Linked DNA regions of Mus musculus: regions 1, 2 and 4 are each linked to region 3. A link is a contact called in public HiChIP or PLAC-seq data. All regions are on one chromosome and are shown on one strand. The core of a region is the stretch at or near the end of the contact, and the rest is flanking DNA. Distances in the headings are between cores, read along the strand shown.

What was found. HiChIP or PLAC-seq counts read pairs in DNA pulled down with a chosen protein or histone mark.
Region 1: a contact with region 3 is called in an HNF4G HiChIP or PLAC-seq map of pancreatic cancer cells. The contact joins the promoter of Aqp1 here to the promoter of Avl9 in region 3. A contact is called at or near these places in 3 of 39 promoter capture datasets (the 3T3-L1 cell line, hippocampal neurons and liver) and 1 of 115 datasets of contacts at active chromatin or transcription factors (pancreatic cancer cells).
Region 2: a contact with region 3 is called in a FOXA1 HiChIP or PLAC-seq map of pancreatic cancer cells. The contact joins the promoter of Gars here to the promoter of Avl9 in region 3. A contact is called at or near these places in 1 of 39 promoter capture datasets (hippocampal neurons), 1 of 115 datasets of contacts at active chromatin or transcription factors (pancreatic cancer cells) and 1 of 9 other capture datasets (embryonic stem cells).
Region 4: an H3K4me3 HiChIP or PLAC-seq map of bone marrow-derived macrophages shows a contact between it and region 3, with 4 times the contacts expected there. The contact joins the enhancer-like site here to the promoter of Avl9 in region 3. A contact is called at or near these places in 4 of 39 promoter capture datasets (the 3T3-L1 cell line, the HPC-7 cell line and hippocampal neurons), 3 of 115 datasets of contacts at active chromatin or transcription factors (bone marrow-derived macrophages, large pre-B cells and pro-B cells) and 1 of 9 other capture datasets (liver).

What each region holds. Positions count from the first base shown.
Region 1 is chr6:55,334,389-55,337,888 of GRCm38.p6, forward strand. Aqp1 (aquaporin 1) reads left to right here and starts at 1,911. Exons shown (of 4, transcript NM_007472.2): 1 at 1,911-2,486. The coding sequence starts at 2,103.
Region 2 is chr6:55,036,471-55,039,755 of GRCm38.p6, forward strand. It overlaps Gars (glycyl-tRNA synthetase), which reads left to right and starts at 1,531. Exons shown (of 17, transcript NM_180678.3): 1 at 1,531-1,763. The coding sequence starts at 1,572.
Region 3 is chr6:56,713,151-56,716,444 of GRCm38.p6, forward strand. Avl9 (AVL9 cell migration associated) reads left to right here and starts at 1,755. Exons shown (of 16, transcript NM_030235.1): 1 at 1,755-2,064. The coding sequence starts at 1,972.
Region 4 is chr6:57,767,321-57,770,509 of GRCm38.p6, forward strand. The region is part of intron 3 of Vopp1 (vesicular, overexpressed in cancer, prosurvival protein 1); the gene reads right to left. Among named protein-coding and RNA genes, the nearest start is that of Vopp1, 56 kb to the right of the region's middle. Within about 2 kb of position 1,706, at least 49 of the 459 cell types and tissues checked have an H3K27ac peak or open chromatin away from gene starts, as enhancers often do. A contact at or near this core is called in bone marrow-derived macrophages, where this site is marked.

The DNA of each region.
Region 1 (3,500 bases), core at 661-3,160, 1.4 Mb before region 3:
GCCTCTTGGGACAGACATGCTTAGGTCCACAAATGCTCATATACCTCACTTGGTTCTGATGCACAGTTCTGCTGCCGGGCCCCACCAGCCTTTGGTGCAGGGCCAGCTCTCCCTACTGTTTTCCTAGAATCCTCTTGATTAGGTCCCTGAGGCAGACAGCATCAGATCTGAGCCCTACACAGCCTTGCAGAAAGATCTCTGATTAGAGGCCCCTGGGCCCAAAGAGTGAGTTCCTTGAGGGGGCTGTGTCCCTGGGAAACCTCTCAGAATATAGGATGTGGTAGAGCTTCCAGGAAGTGCCTGCTCCATCATCCTGACTGCCTCTCTAGAGGGTTAATAAGTCTTTGATTGCATCCAGCTGCCAAGCAGCCACTACACCACCTTTCTACTCAGAGCCACTCCTCCTGGCCTTCTAAGTGTTTAGGTGTGTGGTGGTAAATTACTTCCCAACCAGCCACCTGCTCCCATCAAACATAGCATGGGATTTCTGTAGGTCACATCTGGTTCCAGGACTGTGGCTGAATACAACCTGGCCCTTGAGGGACAATGTCATTCTCTGTAGGATAGAAGGTGCTTGGCCCTATCTTGACAGATGTCAGACTCAAAGACATTTCTTCTTTCTCAGTGAGTGTTGTTTTTCCACCTCTGATGGGTAAGAAGCCAATGATTCTGATAAGGACTAAGATGGAAAGAGAGGGACCAATCATAACAGGTCCTACCTTGTGGCCACAGAGAGAGCCTCCCTATGGGCCTGGTATACCTTCCAGCACACTCAAACAGTAGGCAAGTGACCGACCAGTTCTCTGGTCCTTTACTCGGGATTTTGGGGGTACACAGGAAACATGGTGGGTGCTTTGTCTGCCCCCACCTCCTCTCCACCCCTCCTGGTGTTGGAAAGTGCCTCTGGTCTCCCTTACCTTCCTCTCTCCTCTTTCTCTATCTAGATTCTTGTCCGGCCTATGTCTCCTCTGCTCCGTTTGTCTCTTCCTGTTTCTGACGTGCTGTTTTTTCCTGTGATGCTAGTGACTGAATCCAGTGCCCAGTTGAATATTGTATGCGTGAGCACATCCATAGCCTGGCCGCTGTCTCCTGCAAGGCTGGAAACCTCTTCCACTTTCCACCATCACTCGGATAATGCTTCCTGTTGCTCTGCCTATCATCCCATCACTGCATCTGTCTCTTAGCCCCAGCCCATGTCTCCCATTCGCTCCTTTTCAGGTCCAGCTGTCATTCCTTCCATCTCTTCAGTGACCTGCTAGCTACTTTATCTATTAGAGAAAAAAAAAAAGCCTAAGCAACATTATCTTCCCCACCCCCTCTCAAATCATGGCCTCAAATTGTTTTAAGTTTGAGGAATTGGGGGAGTTTTCCAGCAACCTTGCTTGGCTAAGGTCTGCCATTGTCTAAAGAATGATAGGTGGCTCCCAGAAAGCTTCTCTACTCCCATCAATGAGGCCCGGGGGGCGAGGACACATCCCCAAAGTGACATGCAGCTGCTTGGCCCAGGCCAGGACATTGGAGGCCAGACTGGCCCACAGATTTCTCAGCCTGAGAACTTCAGATTACTAACTCTGCTCAGAGTGGGATGGGACAGGCAGGCAATTTCTGGTGCCACCTCCAGGGAGGGCAATGTCCGTCTGGGGAGTCCAGACAACCCCTATTCCCCACCCCTTCTAGAGTGCCAGCCTCTGCCCTCAGGCACCCTTGAGCTTTGCAGGCTGGGCGGGGACACCTGGATTTCTCTGGCCCCCTGAGAAGAGCCAGCTTGGAAGAATTTCCCAAAGCCTATTAGAGCAACGGTTGCCTCCTGCCTCCTTACGCTGGGCAGGGCCGAGGGCTGAGGCGGGTGGAGGGAGCAAGGGAGGGCAGGAGGGGGAGAGGAGGAAGGAAAAAGTTGGCAGGCAGACAGCAGAGCCCTGTCTGCATCCATCGCAGCGAGGAGGCTCGTGTGGTGTGGGGCGGGCCAGGAGCAAGGAGAGGCCTTCCTCCCTTTGTGCTCCCCCCACCCAGCCCTATAAATAGGCCCAGCCCAGGCTGTGGCTCAGCTCTTGGAGGGAGTTGAGCACCAGGCATCCAGCGGTTAAGTCGAGGTCCCTGCCAGCATGGCCAGTGAAATCAAGAAGAAGCTCTTCTGGAGGGCTGTGGTGGCTGAGTTCCTGGCCATGACCCTCTTCGTCTTCATCAGCATTGGTTCTGCCCTAGGCTTCAATTACCCACTGGAGAGAAACCAGACGCTGGTCCAGGACAACGTGAAGGTGTCGCTGGCCTTTGGTTTGAGCATCGCTACTCTGGCCCAAAGTGTGGGTCACATCAGCGGTGCTCACCTCAACCCTGCGGTCACACTGGGGCTCCTGCTCAGCTGTCAGATCAGCATCCTCCGGGCTGTCATGTACATCATCGCCCAGTGTGTGGGAGCCATCGTCGCCACGGCCATTCTCTCGGGCATCACCTCCTCCCTAGTCGACAATTCACTTGGCCGCAATGACGTGAGTGGGGTATCTTAGGCTTAGGGTGTCTGTAGGAGAAGACAGAGAGGGAGCTGGCTCCATTTGCCTACTGTACAAGGGGGATACTGAAGAACAGAGAGAAGGATGAAGGTTTCTGGAGTCATGCTGAGAACTGGGGCTAGAACTCAGTTGTACTGCATGGTCTCTTTGCTGGTTGGTGCTGTGAGAATGGAGGAGCTAGACAATATGGTTGTGCCAAAGTCCCCTGCAGAGTAGCTACTGCCAGGAATGAGCTGGAGGGGCAGCTAGGTGCATGCCAGCAGTTCCTCCCCTCTTCTGAGCTACCTGAGCAGTCACCTTCCCCCTTTGCAGTCCCGTGCACTAGGCAACCTCTACCTACTGTCCCGAGTACATTTTCTCCAGCTACCCAGTGTGTTTAAAGCCACTTCTGCAAGTGTCTGAGTGTGACTCTCTTGATAAGTTGCCTGGGCTTCTAATCGGCTTCTAATCCTTAGCCAGGTCCCCAAATCAACTTCCTCAGAAAGTCAGGAGACAGCCCCCTTTCCTCCCTCTACCCCCAATAATTAGACAAAGTTGAGAGAACAATACTCTCTCTGGAGCTTTGGGAGAGTTTTCTAGATACCAGTTCAGGAGAAGGGCTCAGCTCAGCAGTCCCTGGCCACTGAACCGTGGGGCATGCTGGCTTGTTGTGTGCGGAGGTGGAAGCGAAGGTGTGTGAGTGTCTGCTTGGGTCCTGAACTTGTGTAAGCTATTTTCACGTTGATGCTGTGTTGTTGGAGAGTGTGTAAGCACTTGTACCCATTGTTCCTGGCTTTAATGATAAGCAGACGCTGGCAACAGTACGTGGCGACTGCTCAACATAACTGTCTTTGGGCTACTCTACATGACTAAGTGGCCTCTGTGGTGGCTGCCTGGCCACTGACCTTTTCCAGTTTCTTAGCTAAGTGCCCATGATGACTGAGTTCACTTGGGTTTAGCAGGAGTATCTGAGTAAGGGTGTAGGGTGTCTCAGAATGGAATAGGCTGGAGTCC
Region 2 (3,285 bases), core at 281-2,780, 1.7 Mb before region 3:
TGTTCCTGGCTTGCTCAAACAGGCCCATATCATGCCAGTCACTGGGAAAATATGCATGAGACTGCCAAGCATGTAGCCATGAGAACGAATTTCGGACCTGACTCCTGGAGACTGGGGTTTGGAGTTATTTGTAGATAAAGAAGCAGGGTGGCCTGAGGTGTCAGAAAAGTGACTATAGGTGAAGACTAAGGACGCATCAGCGATCTTTGTCAGGACCCCTTCACTGGATCTATGTTTCTAAACAATGGTGGCAATAGCATGTTCTGAGTGTGAAATTTTAAGCCTCCAGATTTCAAAAGGTCACCCTTGGATATCTGTGCAGGCTGCAGGAAAGGGCCAGGAACTTAAACTGGTTTACACCTTCAAGTTCCTGAAAAACACCAAGATTGCCACAGCACCCCAGGTGTTATATCCAGTAAAGCTAATAAAAATACGCGTGATCCCTAAAATTGGCAGTAAAAGCAACTTGGAAGCAAATGAAGAGCGTCACAAACCTCCTCTTGCTTAACTTTTGTCTTGGGGATACTGGGTAAACTAGTAACTACCTTGTGTCTGGTTCTTCACCCTAAAAAACAGCATCAAAGATTTCTGGGAGTTGAGAACGTGTGGTCTCTCACTGCATGGAGTTGGGTTCTCTGAAAGAGGGCCTTGAGCCAGGTTCATTGCCCTCTAGACTGTCCACTGTGTAAAAAACCAGCTAACCAATCACAACAATAGCACAAGGATAATGATGGTCTTCTTGATATTTGTGAAACTGGAAGGTGGTATCTCCCGGTTGGGCCCATCATCTGGCTGACTGGCTGTGAGGTGTCCACAAGTTTGGGAGCATCCAACCTATATAACTTCTGCAAGAGCTTTGAGGCTAGAGTTCCCCTGACTGCTCCATGAGGTGGTTATCCAAGTAAAATCACTTTTCCTTTGCCTCTACACCTTGTCTTTCAAATTAACTGGCATGCCCTGAGAAGAACAGCAACTCTGATTCCTATAAATAGTCCGAGGAACATTGGGTCTTGAGCAATATTTTTGTTTTTGCTGTTGTTGTTTGTTTGTTTCTTAAAGACAGAGGCTCACTGTGTATTTTAGGCTGGTCTTGAACTCACGATCCTCCTACCTCGTCTTCCCAAGTGCTGGGATTACGGATGTGCATCACCATGACCCACTAGAGTTATAGTAACTCTAGGTTCCGATTTTATGTGACTTTATATACTCTTCTAAACAATGGGCTGAGGAAGAAGCAGAAGTATGGGTGTTCCAGTGGGGCGATTCGAGCGTCTGGGACAACAGAGAAGCCCACGATCTAAAGGTGCTCGGGCATCTAGGTTAGGACTGCACTCTCAGAAGCCATGTCCTTCTGTGCATTTGTCTGGAGCGTCCTCTTCACACATTTTTGAGCAAGTTGGTGCCCTTCCGGGTTCTCTGCCGAATCTGCGGTTGCAGACGCGGCGGCTGCGCGCGCCTGCGGGAAGTGCGGCTGCGCGCGCCTGCGGCCTGGCTGCGCTATTTCATCATGCACCGGGCGGGCCGCGCGCCGCTTCCGTAGCCGCCCTGCGCACCGCCTAGGCGGCGTGCTCATGCCCTGTCTGCTCCCCTCGCTGCTCAGAGCCACCCGCGCCGCGCTGCCGCTCCTGTCGCCGCCCCGAGTGGTCGCAGCGTCCGCGTCTCAGCGGCTCCTCAGCGCTCCCGCGCAGCCCGCCGCCTCCCGGAGCAGCATGGACAGCGCGGAGGAGCTGCTGGCCCCACTGCGGCTAGCCGTGCGCCAGCAGGTACCGACCCTCGCCCGCAGCCGCGCGCCGCACCCCGCTCCTGTCCGTCCTTCCCCTGTCCCCGCGCTGCGTCGGCATCCGTGATCCTTGGGCCTCGTGCCCTCTCTGCGTACCCCGAATCCAGCCGTAGGCTTCGCCTCCCTCTTTGAGCGCCCCGATGGCTCGGCTCAGCGGCAAGCTGATGCTGCGCGCTTCTTTTCTTTAGTCTTGGGGATGCTTTGGGAAGCGTTCCCTTCTCTTTATCTTCCTTGCTTCAGTGTTTAGCCTGAGGACTGGCTCACGGTCGAAACGTGGCTATGGGGAGGTGTCGACCCCCCACCCCCCTCCAATACTGATGCGAATTCATGATCCCTCTCCTGTCATCTTTCTGCCTTCTGAAGAGAGTGTCTGGAACCAGCGAGCTTTCGGATCAAGCTGGAAATTGTAGATGGACTGACCGAGCCACTCAGTGAAGTCATCCATTCTTAGGGTGGAACACCTGAAAATGTCATTTTGCGGAAGGGAAGGGAGGTTTCTTAGCTGGAGAATCTGGGGATTTAATGCAGATCTCCTTTTTTTACTGTAGCACTGAGTGGTGGTGATCAGACTTAAGAGGGAAAGGAGAAAAGTATTTGGAATGATACCCACACCCAGTGAGAGCCAGAGCTTACAGTAGGGCCCGGCATCCATGACCTACTAGCTGTAAACACCGGTCGGGTTGCGCCTGCTCTGGCGCCTGATGCAATCGTTTGTCTAGCTAAGGAGGGTGGAATCCTGTCTTAAGGATAATTCATTGGAGCTGAGGTGCTGCAGCTTCGAGGAATTCTGCCACTTTGCTCCAGTTTGAGCCCGACTCAGTTAATAGGCTTTCATTTTGATTTTCACTATGGGCTTTATTTTTTCTTTTTTTAATTGTATGTTCTGTACATTCAGTCTCCATCCACCTTCCACTCCCCACATAAATGTATGTGTGACTCCTTTGTTGTTTTGTTGTGACCTAACTCCTTCCTTTGGAACAATACATCTAATTTTGGGGGAAAAAAAAAAGCACACACTGCAAACCCCTCCCTCTGCCACGTTAGCCTGGAACTGCAGTACATAGTATTCCTCTGTAGTAAGACTGAATGTAGTTAACTTCAGGACGCATTGATCATGGAGAGCCTTCCTGTACAGCTTGTGTGACCTTCATGTCCTTTGTTGTTGGTTTTGACTTGTTTTTTTGGTTTTATGTGTTTGTTTGATAGGGTTTTTGGTTTTTTTTTTTTTTTAACTTTGGGATATTTTCCCAATAGTTGAATTAATTTATTTAAGTTAGTTTGGACTTTTTTCTTTTCTACTTTTCCAGAAGTACATATACACTGATTAGTTGCGTGGAAAATTTGAGTCATACTGAGTCCAGTGTCACTGGAAAGAGTTTGAAGATCATCTAGTTAAACGGTTTTCCTCTTGGACATGTATGGAAAAATGGAGTGCAGTCCATGTCACACGTTTTCATTGTAAAGCCTGGGCAGTTGAAGACTTACTGAGGTGTCGTTTGGAGGTG
Region 3 (3,294 bases), core at 505-3,004:
GTATGTCATCCCATGTCAAGATCCAGGTCAGAAGCCTATGTCTTCCAGCCTCAAAAACTCGATCACAGATGTGCCTATCATTTCTGGATTGTAGTTCATTCCAGATGTAGCCAGGAATAGCCATCACACTCTCCAATGTGAAAAGTTTGTCTTTTCTTACAGTTTTAATAACCATATGCCTTCTTTATCTCCTCTCCCCGTCTCAGGTCCTTCATTAGTTTATCCAGATGTACTCAGTTTAAACACTGCCTATTCTGTACTGGTTGATCTTTTCCAGCCACATCCTAAATCAGCATGAGTTAGGACCTCAGCTAAAATGGAAAAGCCAACAACCACCATTACCACCACCACCTGGCCATCCTGAACAGGTGTGCTTGTTCCTGCGGTTTTTTTGGACTATGACCCTTATCATCATCATCATCATCATCATCATCATCATCATCATCATCATCATTTATTGTCCTTGTTGTTGTCGTCATTTTTCGAGACAGGGATTCTGTGTAGCCCTGGCTGTCCTGGAACTTGCTCTGTAGGCTAGGCTGGCCTCAAACTCAGACATCTGCCTGCCTCTGGAGTACTTAGGTTAAAGGTGTGTACTTCCAAGCCTCGACTAATTTTAAAGTTATAAAGCTTTACGGGGTCATTTTACTTTGTGAACACATTTCTCTCTCTCTCTCGATTTATTTTATTTATATGAGTCCTCTGTAGCTGTCTTCAGACACACCAGAAGAGAGCATCAGATCCCATTACAGATGATCCATTACATACCATGTGGTTGGCTGGTGGGAATTTAACTCAGGACCTCTGGAAGAGCAGTCGGTATTCTTAACCGCTGAGCCATCTCTCCAGCCCTGTGAGCACATTTCTAACACTATGTAACCCACAGTTGGCTTGAAATTTGCAAACCTCTTACTTCAGCCCCTCAAGTTGTGGCATTACACACTTGCATAAAAGAAACTGTACGTATAAAAATTAAATGAAAAAAAAATCTAGCCGGGCGTGGTGGCGCACGCCTTTAATCCCAGCACTCGGGAGGCAGAGGCAGGCGGATTTCTGAGTTCGAGGCTAGCCTGGTCTACAGAGTGAGTTCCAGGACAGCCAGGGCTACAAGAGAAACCCTGTCTCAAAAAACCAAAAAAAAAAAAAAAAAAAAAAAAAAATTCTAGAGTGAAAGTAAAAAAAATTTTGAGTAAGCAAGAAACTTAACTTCAACGTTGAATACATGAGATACCAAACCTCATGAATATGTCTTCTTGCTAAACATTTAAAAATCAAGACTGAGAGATCCCACGGAAGATTTAAAGAGTGAAGAGGAAATACGTTTATAAATAAGTAAAACTGGTAAAAAGGAGGAGTAACGATATTTCATGAAGGAAAAATAGATTTTAGAAGGAAGTGATTTGACAAAGATCGTAGGGAGAAAGGAGCAGGTTTAAGAGTCAGCCAAATCAACCCCCTGTGCACACCACTTCACCACTGCACAGGGTCTGTGTCTGTCTGCCCTACCTTGCCCTGCCCCGCCCCGTCCAGCTCCGCCCCGCCCCACCGGTCGTGTAGGCCGCGCCTTCAGCTGGGGGTCCTCTTCCTTCAGGCCAGCTCTCGAGCAGGCCCCGCCTCTCCTGTTATACAGCCCCTCCCCTCTCCGCCTCCTTTTCCTTTAGACCCGCCCCCTGATCAGGCTCCGCCCATGCCGCCTCAGACCCAGCCGGGACAGGGGCCTCAGGGTACCGCCCCGCGCTGCCGGAGGCGGCTGTAGCGTCAGGTGACAGCCCGGAAGCTGCGGAAGCGGATGAAGCAGAGAGGTGGAGGCCCGGTGGGGCTCCGCGGAGGTGAGGGAGCTGGTCGGCGGCCCCGGAGCTCGTGGCGCAGCGCGTATGCGGCGCTCAGGCTGACATCCGAAGGCTGCCGCTCTGGGTCGTGCGGCCGGGCCTCGGCGTTTGGAGTCGCGGCGGGGGCCTCCGGCGAGCGTCCATGGAGAAGTCTGGGCGTGAGAGTGACGGCGCCCCCTGCGGGCCTGTCCTGCACATCGTGGTGGTCGGCTTTCACCACAAGAAGGGCTGCCAGGTGAGGACCGGCCCGCGCCTTCTCGGCGCCCCGCGGCCTTCCTCGCGGTGTGCCTCCGGGGACTGCGCGACGAGCCGCGGGGGTTCGGGTTTAGCGGAAGAATGACGGGCGAGCCTTGTGTTCCCTGTCAGTCTCCACCAACCTGCTGGGTGTCTACCCATAAAGGAGCTCTTGAGGAAAACTCGGTGTTTGGACGCCGGCACGTTACGAGCTGTGGGTTTCCACACGAATGCTCAAGTAGACTGACGCACTTGTAAGCTCCGCTCGGCTTCCTTTGTTTATCTCTTGCGAGCCTTGGAATCTGTAGTTTGGGGTTAGCGACCGGCCCCGCCCCCTTCTCTTTGTGCCATTTCAGATTTGATCCGGCCCAGAGCTATTCTTTTGGTTAGGTTAGCCCTCCAAATCGCTTGCAGTAAGTAAAAATGTAATTTGTCAAACAGATAGTGCAAATGGAGCCAGCTTCTTAAATGACTCTTCACCCTACCGTCTGAACCGAGCGTTTGCTTTGTGTTGAAGGCAAAGGAGCAAAATAGAATAGGTTTGTTTAGCCTAAACAAACACTGGAAGCCAATGATGTCATAATGTGCTAGTGAATATATATATTGAATACTTAAGGTGTTGAAAAAAACGGATTGCTTCTAGCAGAAAACGAAGCACTTGGTTTCTTTTCTTTCACAGAGAATGTAACATTAGATTTATTTACAGAAGTTCAGTTAGTTAGAAGATAACAAAAGTAGTGAAGGGAGTGGAGAAGTGATAGCTGCGAGTGTGTGTGTCAGTGTACAGGTGTGTGTCGACTGTTACCTTCAATCTAGGTGTGGTGGCACATGGCATACATCCAGCAAATGGGAGGCTTGGGGCAAGAGAATTATCTTAAATTAGACAGGGTACTTAGACCCTGCCTCAAAAAAATAGACTATTATTTTAAGATGTTATATTCGCTTATCCTCAGAAAGATATGGAATAACACTAAAGAGAGAGTAACACTATTGTGTATGATATTAAGAAGTTTTTTTAGTACTTCCTGATTACAGCCTTTGAACTAACTAGTTGCTTTATAAGCTAGGAGTAAAGTAACAAAATGACAAAAATCATACTAAAAAAAAAAAAAGATTGCTGAGATTATACTGTTATGAAAAACAGCCCCGGAGTCAGTCAGAAGTTGTAACTTTGCATCCTGTGCCATGGGTGTTCTTGTGTGTGGTAGTATAGTCATCGTGGAAGCTTGAT
Region 4 (3,189 bases), core at 456-2,955, 1.1 Mb after region 3:
GTGCCGTGTGCAGTCTCCACCCTTCAGTTGTTCCGATTAAAAGGTCAGTTTTGCTTCCAGAGATGCCTGTCTGCTCTTTCTGCATCCACGCCGTGTCCACCAATCTCAATCTAATAGTTCCTGTCTACTGGAAGCTGTCCCTTTCAGGAATGTGGTTGCCACAGAAGTCTTTCTAGAGAAGCCCAGGAATCTTAAGCACTGAATGTTTACAGAGAGAAGAAACGTATGGGTCAGCCAAGGGCGCTTATGTTTTGACTAGGGCACTTCAGAGTCCATTTCTAGGCATTCTGGCTATATCTTCAGTTGTAACTTGTGCCATAATTGAAACTCTGATAACCTAATCAACTCTTTGGCAGCTGGCACTCTGGCCTTGTAAGAGCAAAGTTGTGGGACTCACAAATGCTTCAGTCTGTGTGAGATACTGCCAAACACCATGCATAGCCTCACTGTTACCCCACCACTAGCAGGTGCCCTAGCCTAGAAATCAAAAGCACATAGATCCCTGTAAGATCTCTCTCTCTCTCTCTCTCTCTCTCTCTCTCTCTCTCTCTCTCTCTCTCACAGCCAGGCATGGTGGAGCACGCCTTTAATCCCAGCACTCGGGAGGCAGAGGCAGGCGGATTTCTGAGTTCGAGGCCAGCCTGGTCTACAAACTGAGTTCCAGGACAGCCAGGGCTATACAGAGAAACCCTGTCTCGAAAAACAAACAAACAAACAAACAAACAAACAAGATCTCTCTCTCTCTCTCTCATTTCTCAACACCCATTCTGACAAGTTTAACCATTTTTAGAGACATTCCTAATAACCCTAATATACTGCATATAATGCATACCCATGACTCCTCCTAGGATTAGGGTTCTTTGCACTGTAGTCCTGCCTCTTCCATTGAGCCTCAGAAAGAAGATTACTAAATGAGGGCATGCCTTGAATCCAGGCCATAGGCTGAAGTGTCCTTTGCTGTGTTTCCTTTTTGTTTTGAGATAAACAAATTCTTACATTTGGAAGTTTGGGCAGAAAAGTTCATCTTCTTTTCCAGAGTTGTACTTACTTCATTTTAAGTTGGTGTTTTCCCAGTACATAGTGCTGGGTCCCATAAAGACAATCTCTTTCAATTATATCCTGTGTGTGGAACACCTTCATACCCCACTAATCTCTTTCCTGTAGTCTTCTTTCACACTGTGTACGGAAATGTTTTTATGTGTCTATAAGTAAATCTAGGGAACAACTGAAAGAACACATGTAATGCTTGTCTCAGTCTGGCTTGTTTTGCTGAACGTCTTGATCTTGTGAATGAGAATTCCAGTGAAGAAGCTGTGTCTGTGAGATCAACTAGAACTGTAATGATGTGGAGAGGCCGGAATGTTGCAGGTCCAGAAGCTAATGACTTGGACTAGCTTTAGTGTCTAAATAGGTATTATTTCTGACCTCTGTGACAGGACTAACACCCTGCAACTGATAGAGGAAACCCTTTTGGAATGTATTAAATTTATTGGATTCCTACCTTCTACCAACCCAAAAGCTAAGAATGTCATCAGACAGCATCTGAAGCCTACAGAAACGCTTCTCCTCTCTCTCTGATGTAACCACCAATGCATTTTAAAATTGTTAGGATTCATGACTTTCATTGAAAGTAGAGCACAGATCTTCTGAGGCACTCTGTCTAAACCCGTGTTCTCAGTTCTTGGAAACTGTGCATGCACTCCAAGGACAGCACTTCCTGATGTTGGCTGAGCCCTCTGGCGTGTACACTTGGGTCTCTCATGTTCCATTGTGCTGTTTCCTTTTTTTCCTTAAACTAGTATTGATGTGTCATCATCCACTTTACAGTATGGTTGCTCTTCAATAATCCTCAGTTCAGTTTACGTTCTACCTATTTTAGCAGCCTATGCGTGGGTATTGTGAAACAGGTTAAGAAAGGTCAGGTTGTCTCTTGAGAGCCACATTTGTCTGTAAACATTTGTCTTCTCATTTCTCTTGATAAAGTTCCTTACAACGTCACAACGGCCCTCGTTCCCTGGTAAGAAAGGGTTGTGGTACATAAAAACAGTTTAGTTCCTCTAAAGCAGTAGTTCTTAACCTTTGGATCATGACATCTTTGGTTGAGCAACCCTTTCACAGGGGTCAGATATCAGATATCCTGCTTATCTGATATTTACACTATGACTCATAACAACAGAAAAATTACAGTTATGAAGTAGCAACAAAAATAATTTTATGGTTGGAGGTAACTACAACATAAAGAACTTATTGAAGGGTCGCAGCATTTGGAAGGTTGAGAATCACTGCTCTTGAGGAATGGCCTTGTGTGATGTCTTACAAGATCAATGGTTACACCATAAAGACCCTCTAGCCTACACTAGGTGTGATATGACTGCAGCCCCCCCTTTTTTTTTGACTTAAAATACAGACAAACAAGCCCTAACCTCCTTTGTCTCTGTACGAAAAATCTCAGGTATAAGTCTACTATTGGTCAGCTGGCTAGAGGACTCACTATGTTCTCAACTTAATAAAGCATAATATGTAGCTTTTTCACATTTGAGGCTCCAGTGAGATCTCCCACACCAACAGAGGACTCAGCCTTCCTGTCTAAGGAGAAGTTTCAGGTGAGGAACCTCCTGCAAACAATACAGGACCACTGAAACCAAAAAGGTCTGAAATGACTTCAGTGTTGCCAGACAAAATGGATGAATCCTTCTAAAACCCCTAGGAGGTAAGTCTGTGTACTGAACTCAGGTCTCTTTAGAAAGTTTGGGCCTCTCCTAGGGCTCTTAGAGGAGCTCTCTTAGGGAGAAGGACAGGACTTTGAGGATCCTGTTTTGGGAATGATGGGTAGGCCTGTTGGGGAGCACTCTTAGAGTTGAGGAAGACATGATGCTTTGAGAAGGCTTAAGGCTTGTGAAGAAAACTCATGATGAGGCTCCTTCTTTTGTCCTCCTGTGCCAAGTTGGGATACAAACGGTAGAAGGCTTGGTTTTCTGATTCTGCCTCTCTATCTGATAGTTAAATTATGATTCAAAACAGTAGAAAATTATAGTTATGAAGTAGCAACAAAAATAATGTTATGGCTGGGCGGGTATGTAACCACAATATGAATAAAGATCCAGTTTTTGTTTGGCTTTTAGTCTGGATGAAGGACCAGCTGACTGTATAAATGATGTGACAATGTGCACTCAGAGTGACCACAGGTAC